2 separate regions of the Hordeum vulgare genome follow, and region 1 is linked to region 2. The links are chromatin contacts, called in public Hi-C maps. All regions are on one chromosome and are shown on one strand. Each heading gives the region's core, a stretch centred on a gene start, on an enhancer-like site or on the middle of the called end of the contact. The rest is flanking DNA. Distances are from core to core; before and after follow the strand shown. Region 1 holds the start of LOC123444449 (bifunctional riboflavin kinase/FMN phosphatase-like). Region 2 holds the start of LOC123444444 (calcyclin-binding protein-like).

Evidence for each region. A called contact is a pair of places that touch in the nucleus more often than the background predicts.
Region 1: a contact with region 2 is called in a Hi-C map of leaf, with 4 times the contacts expected there. The contact joins the promoter of LOC123444449 here to the promoter of LOC123444444 in region 2. A contact is called at or near these places in 3 of 6 Hi-C or Micro-C datasets (leaf and seedling) and 1 of 1 datasets of contacts at active chromatin or transcription factors (embryo).

What each region holds. Positions count from the first base shown.
Region 1 is chr3H:493,821,428-493,825,350 of MorexV3_pseudomolecules_assembly, forward strand. It overlaps LOC123444449 (bifunctional riboflavin kinase/FMN phosphatase-like), which reads right to left and starts at 2,258. Exons shown (of 10, transcript XM_045121159.1): 1 at 2,063-2,258; 2 at 1,581-1,767; 3 at 1,370-1,500; 4 at 883-952; 5 at 559-624; 6 at 1-132. The coding sequence starts at 2,126.
Region 2 is chr3H:493,368,404-493,372,000 of MorexV3_pseudomolecules_assembly, forward strand. It overlaps LOC123444444 (calcyclin-binding protein-like), which reads right to left and starts at 1,785. Exons shown (of 5, transcript XM_045121152.1): 1 at 1,527-1,785; 2 at 1,277-1,405; 3 at 318-557. The coding sequence starts at 1,643.

The DNA.
Region 1 (3,923 bases), core at 1,008-3,507, 450 kb after region 2:
CACAGCTCAGGATGGAAGTCTAGCAGTGAATAGAGGATGAGATCAGCAATTGAGTAACAATGCCTTTGACTTTGGAGTGATGGAACAGCAACTACCTTCGCCCCAGAAGCCTTGGCAGCCTGAACTCCAACACTGAGAACATTTTGCCAACAAAGCAGTAAGTTCAATTAAATAGAAAACGGGTGTTATTTTTTAACAAAAGCAACGTTAATATCTCTGTGATTACACTTCACTTCTGAGTGCAGAAATTTGGTACCTACTGTAAAGTGCAATTGTCTTGAAAATAACAACACTTGGGAAAACATATTTGAAAAGAAAAATAAAAGCAGATAAGCACTAGCTTCTAAATTTGGTTTTATTAGCACGACTATTTGGCAACTATGTCTGAGTTATGCTATTTAAGGCTGTATCTATACTATGATGCACATTCAAAAGTTGTCTATTGTCGGTAAAGCTATATCTTGTATGAAACCTGAACTTCTTCCATTTTCCCTTCCAAAAGGAAAACTAACCATCATTGGGGAAAGCCTGTACGGCAGTAGTGTTTGCTATACTTACAGAGAATCTTCTATGACCAAGCATGATGACGGATTTACACCAAGTCTCTTTGCGGCCTCTAGAAATCTACAAAAATATTGATGGCACTGAATCAGCAATGTTATGCACAAAGCTAAAGATGGTTTAAATCCTGTTTTCACCAAAATTAGTTATCTTATATGGTCAAATAAGATGATACTATACGTGAATGTTATATCCTGGGACACATAAGGTAATTTCACTGCAAGTTACTCATGATGTTGCATGGAAATAGCGCAGTGCATACATGCTAATCACTGCAAGGAATGTGCAATTGACATCTGATAAACTTGTGTAAGTACGCACATGTCGGGGCAAGGTTTTCCATGAGGGACCTGATCACCACCAAGAACCACCGAAAAGCAGTCTTTCAGTTCTGGAAAATAAGGGGAGATTTTGATAGATCAGCTTACATATCATAACATAAGTAAACCTAGCACTTTATAAAACTTCCAGTATTGCTATAACTTTTCTATCTGTGCAATGGAATGTCTAGGGCACAGATGACTGAAAAAACAGAATTAACAATGAATTAGTACACCCAAGTGTGAGCATAGGGAACTCCGAAGATAGTCATGACAGATCAAGCAAAGCCACAATTTCTTTCACCGAATTAATTACTTAGTACTATAACGACAGACTTATTCTTTCCTTCAGTAAAACAAAAACTACTTGTTGCATTCCAAATGGCACTTGTGGAAATACCAAAAGGAGTGGCAAGTTATCCCATGCGACACTCTATTTCTCTGGGGGGAAACACATGATGTATTGTAGATTGAAGTAAGGTTCAGACCTCCTAGTTTCAAAATTTTGTGATCAATATTTCTCCTGATGGAATTTGAAGCGAGCGCCAGGGGTACTCCGTTCTTGTGGAGGTGCTTGAGAAGCCTGTTAACCCCTGGAAGCGGGCTTGACCTTTGCCACCTGGAGAGCAAGTGAGGCCAAGTTCAGTGCTTCCGTCAATCGTGAGTGTCACTTGATCAGCTGAGTAAAACGAATCAAACCTTTTGATATACAGCGGGTATATTGCCTCTGAATACTCCTCGACGGTGAACGGCAACCCGTAATCTGCGATGATCCCGGTCGTGGACTCCCTGTGCATCTGCCCCAATCGCTTCTCCTCCTTGGCCGCATCTGGGACCTTCCCGTAGGCCCCCAAGAACTCTTTCAGGACGTCCCTTGTTGCCCTCTCTGCACCAAGACATAACAAACTTTACAAACTCCATACTGAACTTTTTTTAAACTACTCCTACTTCATATCGCACTTTACTCTGCTTTATTGGAAAGGCAGCGCCTCGGCACAACAAATCCTGATTTTCGAATGCAGGACGTAGGTTTGGAGAAGATGACCAAACACCCCGCCACGAACAGAAAAAAACAAATCCTTGTGTAACTACTCGAGCATAGTATACATCGACTGAACTAGGCGGAGCATCGAACGGAACGGGACGGCGGCGCGAGCGTGAGAGCAAGCGGATCCGCGTACCTGTGTCCAGGAGGGTGCCATCGAGGTCGAAGATCACGGCGGAGACCCGATGCGTCGCTGCCATGGATGAAGCGCGGAGGAGGCGAGGCGAGGCGATGCACGGAGGAGATTGGCGGGTTTGGGTGGGAGGGAGGCTGGTCGTGGGATTTAAGGTTCGGGGCGGAAGGAGGCCGACGAGGAGGGGATAGGTGGAATCAGAGTCCATTTGCAACGATGCGCGACCGGTCAGGCTCGGGGAGGGCAATTGGTTGATTCCCTGTTATGTTGCGGTGTGAGGTCAGACTCCGTGCCTAGTGCCGTATGCGCGGCGGATAATTGTGAAAGTTCAGGCAGATTTGGTTTCAGTTTTTTTTTTAAATGAAATGTTACCTTTTTCTATCGTCAGGGTCGATGAAGGTACGGTATAACAGCCTAGCATCGAGATGCGTCCTGTTATAAAAAAAAAAAATCAAACAAAGTGTTATTATGTATCTATCGTCGGGCACCTCAAGTAGGCTTGCACAGGCCGTCAGCCTGTTTGACGGTAGGCTTGCGTTGCGCTGATATGGATAAGTTGTCAACCGTCAGAGACCAGGACGATAGGCCGGTATATCCTATCCCATCGACCCGACGATAGAAAAAGGGTGAGATCCTGATTTTTTTTCAAACCGGTGTCAAATCCCCTCTAAAATTAGCCTCTCATGATAGGAGTGCACACGATCTGGTCACCATGGACCAATGCGCCGATAATGCAGGAGGCCGATCCTGTGTCGTAGCCCGTAGGATGTACTCCCTTCCATATAGATATTTTAGAAGTCAAACTTCCTAAAAAGAAAGAAAAAGCTTTGTGTTTGACTAAGTTTATAGGATAGAACCAACCTATGGTTGAATGGCTAACACGAAGTGTGTGTGCGGGGGTTCGTAGAGGATGAGTGTATGTACATGTTTGTGAGCAACTATGTTTGATATCGTAGATATCTCTCACCCTCCCACACCCCTCCCCCCCCCCTAATTGTCCCCTCGGGCAACTAGGGCCATCCACGGAGGTCGCCGGTGAACCTTTTCTCTCCCGATGGACAACTGTCATGGGGGCTTGGTGGCACGCCGGCATCTTGGCGGCAAGTGATGCTTGCATGTGTTGGTGGTCGTTCCTTGGTTGTTCGGGCGGCTAGACGATGACGGGTGGTGGTCACAGCATGAGGCCTTCTTCGCCTCTGACAACATATGTGAAGGTATGTCTCGCCCCCCCCCCCCTCTTTGCCTCACTCCTTGCCCATCCCAGATTAGAGCGACCGTTGTCATGGATGGTGAGGTGTTGGTGGCACAAGTTCGGTCGAGGGGAAACCCTTGGTCCACTGGCTTGGCCATGGCGGAGCCGATGCCCAAGGATGCCACTTTTCTCCTTGAAGGCTTCGTTCAGGACCCTCCTTCCATCCTTGACCCCGTTCCTCGGTGAAAGCTCAAGATTCGCTTCGAAATGGGCCGCATGTCATTGTGCGCGTTGTGTTTTGTGTGAATAAGTTGTCTCGGTAAGTCGTGGTTTTGGGTGAGGGTTGTCGTGGTACGGAGGCGTCTGTTGGTTGTGTGGTTCGTCCAACTGTGATGAGCTAGGATGACATCTCAGTGTGTGTGCTCTTGGGCACGATACTCACTATCCTGCCACGGGAGTAGGCATCCTCGACCCTAGGCGGAAGGGGATATGGTTCCCTTCATGGGGCCAGTGGCGACCGCGACCTCGCATGTGTGGCCCCTCTCTATGATCTAGCATTGTGCTCAAGGTGCCCATTACCATGGGGATGCGTCGTTGCTTTTTATTTGCCTTTGACTACCTCGGGTAGCTTTCTCTCTTCATTTTTTTTAATAGAAAGGGTTTTCCTCCCTG
Region 2 (3,597 bases), core at 535-3,034:
CGACCTCTCTTCAGGGATGCTAACACTCACAATAGCAGTATAATGTACTAATATGCAGGAGACAAAAAATCTTGAATTACTACCATAATACCATTGCATCAGGTTCCTACATAACTGAATGCTTCCAATATATTTTCTGGTGATCACTTGAGAGATCTCACTACCACAAATTATTCATCCCAAAAAATTATTCACCCAGGAGAATCCAGCGCCCATGGGAATTATGGTTAATATTATTTGTTTGTGGAAAATTAAGTCCTAATTTTTTTCAGAGAAGTCGAGAGGCCAAGGCAATGAAAACTCGGTACAGAAATTACCTTGTCTTCCTTGTAGTGTAGGTCCAACCAATTGCCGGAAGAAGCTTTCCACAGGGTGATGACAATCTTTGTAGGCTTGACCACAATCTTGCATTTCTCAGGAACTATTTCTTTGTTCAGTTTTGGGATGGCACACCTATAGTTCTTGCCTTTAACATCATGAAACTTGATATCCACTGACATTGGCTTGAAAGTAGTCTCCACCTTCTCTTGGTCGACATTCTCAAGGAAAACATAGACCTGAACAGGCAGAGCACAAAGTACAACTGTTATCTAAATACCATCATGGGAAATCCTCAAATTCAAATGCCATGTGAATTCAGTTCACTAATACAAAGAAGACGACAATAAAGTTGGTTCTATCTTAATGCCAAGCAAACATTTCACCAGTCAAGTAGCCAGCCCTACGAATAAACGAACCGATTCTAACCTGTCATACAAATTTACCGAGATACAATAAATTTGGGTTCTAGCTTAATAGCAAGCAAAATGCCATAAGCTGTTCTTGTGTTTGCAATTACTGTTAAGAACCCGCGCAGTAGTAAGAAGGAAAGGGGCATTATAACAGGATAAGTCTGTTCAGTGGCAATGATCTAAAGCGTCTTATATTAGTTTACATGGGGAGTACTACTATCCAAGTGTTCCTGAGGAAAAATAGTTGTGTAATAATAAGATTATGGGGTAGTCAATAATTTCTGACGAAGGTATATTGCACCCTCAATCATCATTTCATTAGTTTATAAGACAATCTATCATACAACTATTGGTTAAGATGGCAGCAGTGGAACATTTTGTTTTGACAGTAAGATTGTTTTACGAACCAGCATTGGACACTGAGCCCAGATGGCGTAAAGTCTAAAGCACGAGGAGATAGGATCAACCAACCAGCACATTAGCAGTATTGCCAACGAACTTAGAATCGTAAAGAAAAAAACGACCCCTTTCTCGCAGCGACGTACCCTGATCTTCTCGTTGTCCTGGTCCCAGCTGAACGACCCCAGCGTGACGTAGCTCGGACCAGCAGGGGCCGCCGCCGCCGCGAGCGCCTGCGGCGCCGGCGTCGGCACGGGCGCAGCCCGCGAGGCCAGCTGCCAGCAAACAGAAAGACATGAGCTCAACACGAAAATCCGAGTCCACCCAGCGCGCCGGAATGAATCGATCAGCGGAAAACGCATGGACGGCGGGAGAAGGGGATAGGAAAGGGCAGACCTTGGCGTCGACGCTGCGGATCTCGTTGGAGAGGAGGGAGACGACGCGGGGGCGCGTGGCGAGGCCCTCCAGCCGCCGCAGCTCCTCCAGGTCCATCCGCAGCTCGTCCGCCGACATCTCCGGAGCTCTCTCTCTCTCTCTCTCTCTCTCTCTCTTCTCGGGGTGTTTCTCGTGCCTTCGGGTGGGGGTGCGAGGTTACGGGGTTTGTGGGGGGTTCGGTTCGGTTGGGGCGGAAGGAAGGGGAAGGTTCCAGAGGAGACCAGTAGGGTGGAGGAGGAATGGACGGCCTAGTTACGCGGGGAACGATGGACCGGGCCCAAAGCTTTAGCGCCTGCATTTTAGCCCAGTACTTGCTACTGACCGACTCTCGTGTTCGGCCGGAATGGGTTGGCCCAATATTTGCTGTTAGCTCTCCTGTTCATATATTTGTGGGCCTGTGGGCTAGAGCGGCAGAGGATTGGTCCATTCATGAAAAAAAGGTATTTCTCAAGCAAAAAAAGAGGTGAAGAGCATTTTTTTTCCTTTCGAGATGGCAGTGGTGATACTGGTGAAGAGCTAGTGGCATGATGCAATCGGGCATTCTGCAAGAGGTTAGTTCAAACCAAAGTAAATTTGAACGGGGCGATTACAAATAACCTGATATATTTTGAGGTTCAAAAATAATAATATATATTAACTACTTCCTTCGTTCCAAAATAATTGTCTCAACTTTATACTAGCTCTAGTACAAAGTTGAACTAAGCTCCAGACACTTATTTTGAGACGGAGGGAGTATGAAATAAGCCGGAAGAGTGCCCCTCTACCAAGGACCAACGGGTGCGGTGTCACTGAGCTCTGTGGTGTACATCACCTTGGCCAGTATCCATATATTAATGATGTCATCATTGTCTTTGTCAGAAAAGCACACACGTCATCACGCCACCGACCCCGCATTGCTCCTCCCTCATCTAGCCTAAAGGCATTGAGCAAAGGGATGAAGGTCTTCGAAGACGCCCCTCTAATGGTCAGGTAACATTAGAAATGATGTTGTCATGTGAACCAACAAGTCGGATCCAAGGCTTTTACCATAAGTCCAAGCACCCCGTTCAAAAAAGTTGGATTCCACGATCAGTGGGGGACTCAGGAATGGGCCAAGCCCCACGCAAGCAGGGCCAAACCTAGACATCCTTCATTTACTGTAGCAGTATAGCTATAGTAAAATGCTACAGTGTACACTAGAGATTTGCCTTACGCCCCGGGGCGCCGCCCGAGCTGCTAGGGGCCTAAATCCGCCAACAATGCCAACAAAAAGGAAATGAACCCGAAAGGGCATTGGCAGCATCGACGCAGCAGTTGTCGAGCAAAGCTTTCTCCTAGAGCACGAGCGACTAGTCACCCCCCCTCCCCCCTCCCCAACACACACACACACTATCGCACATCTGCCAGCTACACCTGGCCATCAAAACCCCCGCCTGGCCCGACCTTGCCCATGAGTCGGGCTTGGGCCTAGATTTTGGGCCACATGACTAGGTCGGGCCGGGCTCGGGTTTGTCATTTTTGCAATTTATGAAAGGGGGCCGACGGGCTTTTTCACCGGCGGACTGAGCCGGCTCAGGCTTGCCATTTTTAGGATTTAGGAAAGATGCCTGACGGTGCCTTTTCACTGGCGGGCCGTACTTGTGCCAACAATTTAGGCACCGACGGTCGGACCGGTTGCGGGTTTTATTAGGCCGGCCCGACATATGTCCAGATATACGGTTAGCACACACTCTCGCTGGTCTGCACATCTCCCTCGCAGACCTGGGGCAAGCACTGCGAGGTAGACCGATATCTCGTTGTTGTGCCATGCGCCTTGCCGCCATAGTCGTCGGGCACAAGGAAATCAGATCCAGCCTGACTAATCTGTCCGCCACCCGCAACCGAGTAATCAACGGACGCCGTGGAGCCATGAATCTTAAAGGGAGTGGCTAGAACTCATCTAGATGAGATATAATTTGGTCTCATTCACTTTTTTTTCTATGGTATGTTATGATAGATTAAGGGATGCCCTCCATCACCCCGCTCGTTACGGTTGCGGTTGGGTGTGCTTGGT